2 separate regions of the Zea mays genome follow, and region 1 is linked to region 2. A link is a contact called in public Hi-C data. All regions are on one chromosome and are shown on one strand. Each heading gives the region's core, a stretch centred on a gene start, on an enhancer-like site or on the middle of the called end of the contact. The rest is flanking DNA. Distances are from core to core; before and after follow the strand shown.

Region 1 (5,013 bases), core at 2,030-4,529, 200 kb before region 2:
ATATACTTGGCGCTTAAGGTTTCCAGACGGATACTAATTTGGGTTAGAGTGTGAGGCCCTGGCCTGCGGTGCAGCACTGGTGCTTTTATATTCCTTCTTTGGTCTGGTCCATTGCCCATGCATCAGATTGTTGCTGTATGGGGCCAAGCATCATATCGACAGACCAATGTTCCTACGAACATTTCTGGGGCAAGGGTTAATTAGTACATTAGAGCAACTCCAGTAGTTCTGTAAAAGACTTTCTAAATCAATAATTTAGGTACTTAACATGAAAACTATTCTCCAACAGTTCCCTAAATTAACTTTCTAAATTTAACAACTTGTCATCTAACTAGAGATGGCCAAACGGGCCGGCCCGGCCCGGGCCCGGTGAAGCCCGGCCAAAACCGGGCCGGGCCTGCTGAGCCAGCGGGCTTAATTTTCTGTCCAAGCCCGGCCCGCAGCGGGCCTAAACGGGCCGGGCCGGCCCGTTTAGCACGAAAAAACGGGCCGAAAAGCGGGCTAAACGGGTCGGTAAGCACGTTTTAGTGTAAAAAAACGTGCTTAACGGGCTTAGAGGTAAACGGGCCGTGCCGGGCTAGCCCGACGTGCCTAGTTTCCTGTCCAAGCCCGCCCGCTTATTCTACCGTGTCGGGCTCGGACCGGGCCCAAAAAGCGGGCTTCGTGCCGGGCTCACGGGCCTCGTGCTTTTTGGCCATCTATACATCTAACCTCATTTTCTCTCTACATTTGGCAACCATTTAACAACTCCCTAAACAAAAATGTTGACTGCATTATATAGTTTTTGTGACTTATTTTTTATGTGGATAAATACAAAACAAAATTACAACCTATATTTAGAGAACTATTGGAGAACTCACATTTTTTACTCCAAAAGTCATTTAGCAACTTTTTAAATATGTGATTTAGAGAGCTAAAATTTACATAACTATTGGAGTTGCTCTTATTATTATATACCTGGGCTGAGACCGAGAGACATGCATGCTATAGTACAACTTTCATTTATTCTCCTGGGGCCTGGTGTGGAACATGAACTGAATGCTGTTAGATGCGTTTGTGCGCCCCAGCCCCGTTTCGTACAAGCTCCCCTTGCCAGATGCCAGCCAGCCCGGGCGCTGCTCAGTAGAGGCTGATTTGGTGATGAAGATCTATGGGTGAGGAATCCCGGTGCAGACCAGATGTCTCTCGCTGGGCTTTTCTGAGAGAGGACGAAAGAAAGGGGGGTTGCTGCCTGCTGGGCATCATTCTTCAGGTCGCGGCGTTCCTTCTGATTAATACTAATATTTTACGCATGGATTTGAAGCGTGCGGCGCATCAATTGAGGCACCAGATCCCCCACCCTAGCTCTCTCTCTCTCTCTCTCTCTCTCTCTCTCTCTCTCTATCTCTCTCTTTTCTACAGCACTCGCGGGAATGAAACCTGGCCGAAGATTGCCGCCGCTCGGTTTTTCACTCGTGGTGCCCTGCCAATGGAAAAACAGACTCGGCCCTTTTGGCGTGGGGCGCTAGTGCTGCGATGGGCATTGGCCGCCGAGGCAACCTGACTGACACACCTCTCTGCTTTGACGCGACATAATCCTGATTGTTGCACGGACGGAGGTCCTGGTGATGTGATCTAGTTCTCAGAAAATTCCGCGGAGAAAACCATTGGCTGACGCTAGAAAAGCTGCCCGGCGGAGGAGATACTGCCGCTGTGGGAGTTGTCTGAATTCTCAGGCTGTCAGGCAGGCTGCTGGAAAAAAAAATTGTACGCGAAGCGATTGCTGGCAGTGTCAGCGCAACGGGCTCGCTCAGCATTTTGCATTTCGCCAGTCGCCACGGACTAGGACTAGCCCAGAAGTTAAAAAGGTATTGGGCCGTTTCTGTTCGACCTTGTGAGGAAACCATACTATTATTAATAGAAGTCTACATACAGATGGGACAGTACAATTGATAAGGTGAAGATTCTGGGTAGCCATGCCTACTGCGTATTGGGCACGCGCACTTGGAGTTGGAAGGAGAGTTCAGAGTTACCGATGAGTTGGAACTGGTTGGTATCATCACCTTCCTGGACCTGGAGGCTGTTGTCCCTCAGTCCCTGGCTCCCTGCAGACGTCAACGCAGCCAGTGATGAAGCCATTGAACCTTGGGGTGCATTGGTAGAGCATTGCACAGGCCAGGCTCTCACGAATGGATCCACCTGATCCCCCACCATTACGAGCAAACTGGTCTTCCCTGCGCTTGCTCCTTCTTGCCCCAGGGCAGCTCGCCCTCCAGTCCAGGCAATGCCGCCGCGGCCCTCCCATGTCCCATCCCACAACCACTGCGCCGTTCCTTCTACGCGCTCGCAGCCTCCAGGACACTTGTTTCTGCTTTACTACTGTATTTAATACAAAGATGCATGCTTCTCACGCGTGTGCTTCAAAGAATACACTCGTAACTAATCAGAGTTTCAATTCAGATTCTGAAATTCTAATGCCCAAAGCCAGCTTCAGGAATCAGTATTTTACTCTCTGGTTGCAAGAACCCAAACTGGGGTGCAATCCATTTTGGCCTCTGTTTACATCAATACTGTACTGGTGATCCTGCAGACTGAGTTCTGAACTTTATCTGCACTTGCTCAGTCTACTGTGGAAGAGTCACAAAGAAGATGAAGGGAGGCAAAAGGTTCAACCATTGATATGGCAATGTGAGTGCTCCAGCACAATTTTCATCGCATTTTGGTTTTCTTGATTATGTCTTGTATTGCCTATAAATGTCAATATGCAGGCTGCCACACTTTCTAGGTGTATAAAAATTATTATCAGTATTCTCTATATAAATAAGTACATTTGTGGAAATATATTATATCATTCATCTAAGGTCCCGTTTGTTTTCCTTCGTTTTAAGAAATTAGAATCTAACTAATAAATTAGTCTATTTTTTTATTTTAGAATATAACATTCTACAACTTTCCAAATTTTATATATAAGACTCATATTTATAGAGTGAGAGATGAAAATTGATTTTTATAAATTTACATGCTACTTTTTTAATGTATAACTTATAGAACACTTTTCTAGTTGTTTTTCTATAGTATAAATATAGTGTGTAACTATATTTCATATATGATTTAAGATAACATACAAATATATTATATATAATTTAATTAGTTTGTTTAAATTATAATAATTAGAATAGAATTTAATTCTAAATAAATAAACGGAGCCTTATGGTAATTATTAATATTAAAAAATGTATGGTCAGCTGATTTAGACTAAAGGGAACGAAGGTCCAGCCCAGATAACTCCTCTGAGGCCAAAAGAGAATCCCGGCCCGTGTCCAGAAGACGCCTCAGCCACCGCAAAATCCCCAAATCCGCGGCGGAGAGGAGAGAGCCGGAGAGAGGGGCGCAGCCAGAGAGATCGGAGAAGGGGAAGAAGATGGTGCGGGTGGCGACCTACTTCGCGATGACCTTCGGGGCGTTCCTCTTCTGGCAGTCCATGGACAGGGTCCACGTCTGGATCGCCCTTCACCAGGACGAGAAGGTACTTTGCGGGTGCCGCATCTGTGGCGCGATCTCTTCCCTTCTCCCTCCTTGTGAATTCAAATCGGTTCCTTGTTACTATGCGGGTGTAGCTTGTAGGTTCCATTATCACCTTAGATTGTTAGATCTGGTTTGTCTATGCCATTTGATTAGCAGTTGCTCGAACCACATGAATCATTGAATACATTGTTGGATCCGACTTGACCTAAGGTACTGTAGATTCGGTAAAGAACTTATGCTATAACTGCTGAGTGTGATAAAACGAATCCCGAGGTTACATCTTCCCAAAAAACACTAGTGGTAATTTAAGCACCAGAACATTAGACTATTAGTGTGTAATAAAAGAACCTGCAAATGAAAGACAATGGAAATTTCAAACAATAGAATGGGTACACTACTATACTGCAGGAAAGAAACAGCATATGTCACCGTTGAGGGCTTTGATACAATGAATTTGCAACTATGGCACCCAATTTTTGCAGCTGTAGTTGTAGTGTTGCTTCTGTTATCAGTCAGGTCTACATGTATCAAAATAGTTCTAGTGTTCCATGGCTCCAATAAAATGTGAATTGGAAGTTAATCTTAATTGCATCAGCTGCCCCATGATGTACGGCCGTACGGGTTGTAAGATTATGGTTTGTTCTGAATCCTGAGTGCCTGGTCTGCAGTTCGAAAGCCATTTAGATTGAGAGGTACATTGCCAGGGAAACTTGTAACCTGTTTGAAAACACATCATTTGTGATAATAACTGTCTGTGTTCACAACATTACACTACGATAGTACGATACTATGATTGCATTTTGGTCCCCATTGTACCCCAAAGGTTCATTCAGAGCTTTTATTTCTGTAGTATGTTCAGTCTTTTTTGGATCCCTGTTCTTCGAAGATGGTGCTAAGACATGGGAGCATTATGTACCTCCGCTGTGCTAGACTTAAACACAGACAGAATCACTTGTTGTATGCTCTGTTCCAACCAAGAACACCATCCTCAGTTCATCACACAAAACACACCTGGCCACCAAAACCACCATGGTCTATTTGTGCAAATACATGCACTGTCAGCGTCTATAGTTTATTATACCTAGGGATGTTTTTTTATGGAAGCTGCTGATAGTGGTTCTATTCTTTCAGAAAGAAAGGATGGAAAGGGAGCTGGAGATAAAGAGAATGCAGGCAGAGTTACTGGCCCAAGCTAAAGAGAATGAATCATGATTGTCATTTGTCCAATGGTTTCAGGCAGTTCCTTTATCGTATTTCCTCTGCTGTATTTTCCATGCAATATCTTGACTGATGTATGCTCATGCTCAGCACCTCCAATAAAGCGAGACATGCTATAGCATTGTTGAATGCAAGTGGGTATGCAGTTTGCAGTATGCTTATGTTGAATTGATGTAACTTAGCCGAACTGAAAGAGGCTGCCCCAGCTTGATTGGAACAGAGGAATTTGCTGCTGTTTTTGTTCTTATTACGGAACAACACAAGTCAACTCTAAAAAAAAATTGTTTATGA
Region 2 (4,649 bases), core at 902-3,401:
TAGTAATTATGTATAAAAAACTAGAAAACTGAGACCCAAACACTACATCTAACTTTGTTTTTTATAAACCAGTTTTTAGAAACTAGATATAGAAAAGGTTTAAAAAAACAGCGTGCTTCTAAACAAACCCTCTCCTACAGTGTCGGTGCCCAAAACAAACGAACTATTAGTTACCCCTCCACTCAACATAGTCGAGGTGCACTAGACATGTTCGATGCGCACCCACTCTTTGTACTAGACACATCTAATGTCTTTCCAATAACTAGTTTCAGAAAACTAGTCGTCACTGTATTGATATCCGAAGCTCACACTAGACATGTTTGGTGAGTACAATGCTCGAGTGCAACTGTCGTCACTGTACTGATATCCTCCTCGCTACTGTCGTAATATATTAACTCCAAACTTTACATCTTTTTTTAGTCTCCCTCACCTAGATTCTTATAACGCGACAGTCTGAGTAACCAACCATGCAACCACCATGACCTCGTTGTTGTCATCGTATATTAACCCCCAACTTTCCATCTCTTTTTCCGTCACCATCTCCCTCACCTAGATTCTTATAAAACACGAGTATGTGTAACCAACCATGCAACCACCATGAGCGCTTCTTCCTTATTGTTCCTCGTCTAACAAAGATACATTAAGCCTTTATCTATTGCTTCCTTGTGTGCGTAAACAACCATACAATCATCACGAGCGCTTCCAACTTCTCGTTGTCGTCGTATATTAACCCCTAACTTTCCATCTCTATTCCTGTCTCTGTGTTCTTTACCTTGTATTCTTTCGCGTGGCAATAGAGGATATCTTGTCGAGCAAGTGGCCATAGAGGACATCGAGCAGGCCATCGCCTCTTACTTGTCATCCGCTACCGTGGTACCCCACTGTCACCTACGCCGCCACCTTCACCTTCCCCCATTGACAAGCCCCTCGAACCACTGTTGTGACTTTTCGCCGCCATATGCCTTTGGAGAAAGTGAGACAGGAATAAATGAGAGTGTGGAAGACGAGGCGTCACCGCCACCGATGCGTGGTTGAACAGCCGAGGGAAAGGGGAAGACGTTCTGGATCCCGAGTTGAGTTTACTTTTGTGAGATATCAAAATCGAATATACTAAGCTAGAAACTTATTTTGTCCGCAAAAGGACTCGATGGCGATGTCACCGATGCAATTTACATTGTCTGCAACTGTCAAATTTAATATCTATCTCTACTTCTATATGTGGGAATTTCTCCCTTCATGTCGTCTCCCACCTGACAAAAATAATTTCTTCCCACATGCCTACAAAAATCTAAAAAATACAAGTGACTAGGGATTGAACCCAGGTCACAAAGAACAAACTACCACCTTCTAACCAATACATCATTTGTTGATTTATGTTAGATAAAGTATATATGTCATTAATGTATATGTTCTAATAATTTAGAAAATAAAAAATCGTGCCAGATCGATCTGGCACTGTAGGCTAAGAAGACGGTCTAGGCACGTCATGAGCACACTTTAAGTCATAACGGAATAGACCATGTCACTATTAAACAGGTTATGCCTTAGACTGGTCCGCTAGACACATTCTATTTAGTCATTTATAGTACATTATCTCTCACTCATCGTCCCTATCTCACTAGCGTAAAAAAGCGAGCAAAAAAATCTTTTTATGTCTGACTCCACCACGTACCTCATTATTCTCACTCACTAATCTATAAATTTAGATATAATTGAATAACTATCTCATTTAAAAAATATCTATCCATGTGATATATATAAATTATAGTAATGCACATGTAACTAATTAATATATTAGCAGTTCCTCTGTTTTAAAAATAAAATTCGTTTTAAAAAATTAATAAATTTATATGATATTTGATGTATATGTTTTTAAATTTACCACAATCTATTTAAATATAGACATATATATATATATTAAAAAAACAAGACAACTAATATTTTGAGACGCGTCAACAAACCGGGGGCAGCACCGCTCGCGCCGCACAAGGTTCGATCTGGTGGCGCACGCAGGTCAGATCCCATTTTCTGTCTGGTTTCTTTCCCCTTGGCCAAGCCCAAGCCCAAACCCGGGAACCCCGTCTTTAAAAAGTACACCCTCGACTCGTCCTCCGCATTCCCCGTTTGCCTTGTTTACCATTCCTCCCCAAAACACATCCTGCGATCCTCGAAGCCTCCGCCGAGCATCGATCATGTCGGCCTACTGCGGCAAGTACGCGGGTACGTTCCATCGTCTCCTCCTTCGTTGCTGATCTGCTTGTGATGTCGTTTGGCCTCGTGTGTCGTAGATCTACGATCTACTAGTTGTTCGTTGTTGATGCCCTCAGATCTACCTGCGTTTGACGAGTATGTTAACGATTCGTCTAGCTCTGAGAGACCCAAGGGATTTGCGGATCCTTTTTTAGATCCGTACAGGCTCTTGCGGTCGTGCCTACTTGTGTGTGACTTTAGGGGTTTGGTGGTTGCCAAAAGGGTTTAGGAGAGAGCAGCAGGTGATGCCTCTGGTCGGTTAATTTGATTTGGGGTTCGCTTATTTTTGTTTCGATTTTATCCATCCATATAGCTGTATGATTCTGTTTATGCTGTTTCCGATTGAGGCACACGGCGTTTGGCACGTCGTTGGATCATGACGAAAGATAAATTCTCCTGCTAGCATGCACTGGTGGATCATGTTGTTAGTTTTTTTGTGCGTATTTCAAATGATGTTACCTGCTTGTTGATTCTAAATATTTTTCCTGTCATGTCTGCTAGAATAGATGCTATATGCATGCATCTAGGATAGTCAGATCTACAAATCCTTTTAAGCTTACCTACCGTGCTAGTAGAATCGTCATATGTGGTTCCTTTTAGTAGTGATGTTTATGGTAATCCAGTTATATATAAAGAGGACATATCCTGTGCAATCACTAGTAGTGATTTTCCTGACTTAACATTTTAAAAGTGATTGTTGTATTATTTATTAGGACGGCCTCTGTACTAGTTAGATAACCGTGCTAATGCTTATTGATTGTCAAGTCCCACTGTTCTTGCTCTAAATCTGTGTCTGTTGTTTTGCAGATGAGCTCATCAAGAATGCTGCCTACATCGGCACCCCTGGCAAGGGTATCCTTGCTGCTGATGAGTCAACTGGCACCATTGGCAAGCGCCTTTCCAGCATCAATGTCGAGAACGTGGAGGAGAACCGGCGGGCTCTCCGTGAGCTCCTGTTCTGCTGCCCTGGTGCCCTCCAGTACATCAGCGGTGTGATCCTCTTCGAGGAGACCCTCTACCAGAAGACCAAGGATGGCAAGCCTTTTGTCGATGTCCTCAAGGAGGGAGGCGTCCTCCCTGGCATCAAGGTCGACAAGGGCACCATTGAGGTTGTTGGCACCGACAAGGAGACCACCACCCAGGGCCACGATGACCTCGGCAAGCGCTGCGCTAAGTACTACGAGGCCGGTGCCCGCTTTGCCAAGTGGCGTGCTGTTCTCAAGATTGGCCCCAACGAGCCGTCACAGCTTGCCATTGACCTGAATGCTCAGGGTCTGGCTCGCTACGCCATCATCTGCCAGGAGAACGGTCTGGTGCCAATTGTTGAGCCTGAGATCCTTGTTGATGGCCCTCATGACATTGATCGCTGCGCTTACGTCACTGAGACAGTCCTTGCTGCCTGCTACAAGGCTCTCAACGAGCACCATGTCCTCCTGGAGGGTACCCTCCTGAAGCCCAACATGGTGACTCCTGGCTCCGACTCTAAGAAGGTGACACCTGAGGTGATCGCCCAGTACACCGTCCGTACCCTCCAGAGGACCGTCCCTGCTGCTGTGCCTGCTGTTGTCTTCCTCTCCGGTGGACAGAGCGAGGAGGAGGCCACCCTGAATCTCAATGCCATGAACAAGCTCAGCACCAAGAAGCCATGGGCCCTGTCCTTCTCCTTCGGCCGTGCCCTCCAGGCGAGCACCCTCAAGGCCTGGGCTGGCAAGGTGGAGAACGTGGAGAAGGCTAGAGCGGCCTTCCTCGCCAGGTGCAAGGCCAACTCCGAGGCTACCCTCGGCACCTACAAGGGTGATGCTGCCGCCGACACCGAGAGCCTTCACGTCAAGGACTACAAGTACTGAGTTGCTTCTCTTTGCGATCCCGTTGTTTTGGAACTCCTGCCTGCGAGTAGGTTGCTGAGTGTTGTTTGCTTGTTAGAGCTTTTATATTCGGACATGAAAAAAACATGCTTCCTATGTGGATGATGGTTATCTTTATATTCGTATATTAACTACTAGTCTCTGTTGTTAATTTCCGTGTAATTTGCTCCTCCCAGATGGGAGAATCGAACGCCGCTTTTTTGTTCTATCTGATATTCTGTATGCTGGAGTCCTATTCTTTGGGGGTGTTTGGTTTATAGGGACTAAACTTTAGTCCCTCCACTTTATTCCATTTCAGTTCATAAATTGTTAAATAAGGAAACTAAAATATAGTTTTAGTTTCTATATTTAATAATTTAGGGACTAAAATGGAATAAAATGGAGGGACTAAACATTAGTCCCTATAAACCAAACACCCACTTTATATTGACCTTTGGTATCGGCAAAAGCCATTTATATGCTGAGTGGAGACCAACTTGTTGGATCATATTTTGCTGAGACGAGAAACTCACGAGCACCCACTTTTTACCACTT

What was found. A called contact is a pair of places that touch in the nucleus more often than the background predicts.
Region 1: a contact with region 2 is called in a Hi-C map of leaf, with 8 times the contacts expected there. The contact joins the promoter of LOC100275901 here to the promoter of LOC100272913 in region 2. A contact is called at or near these places in 4 of 25 Hi-C or Micro-C datasets (leaf and an unstated tissue).

The regions. Positions count from the first base shown.
Region 1 is chr8:169,800,979-169,805,991 of Zm-B73-REFERENCE-NAM-5.0, reverse strand. It overlaps LOC100275901, which reads left to right and starts at 3,279. Exons shown (of 2, transcript NM_001328362.1): 1 at 3,279-3,505; 2 at 4,636-5,003. The coding sequence starts at 3,401. The coding sequence ends at 4,716.
Region 2 is chr8:169,595,438-169,600,086 of Zm-B73-REFERENCE-NAM-5.0, reverse strand. It overlaps LOC100272913 (fructose-bisphosphate aldolase cytoplasmic isozyme), which reads left to right and starts at 2,151. Exons shown (of 2, transcript NM_001147365.2): 1 at 2,151-2,220; 2 at 3,058-4,264. The coding sequence starts at 2,193. The coding sequence ends at 4,097.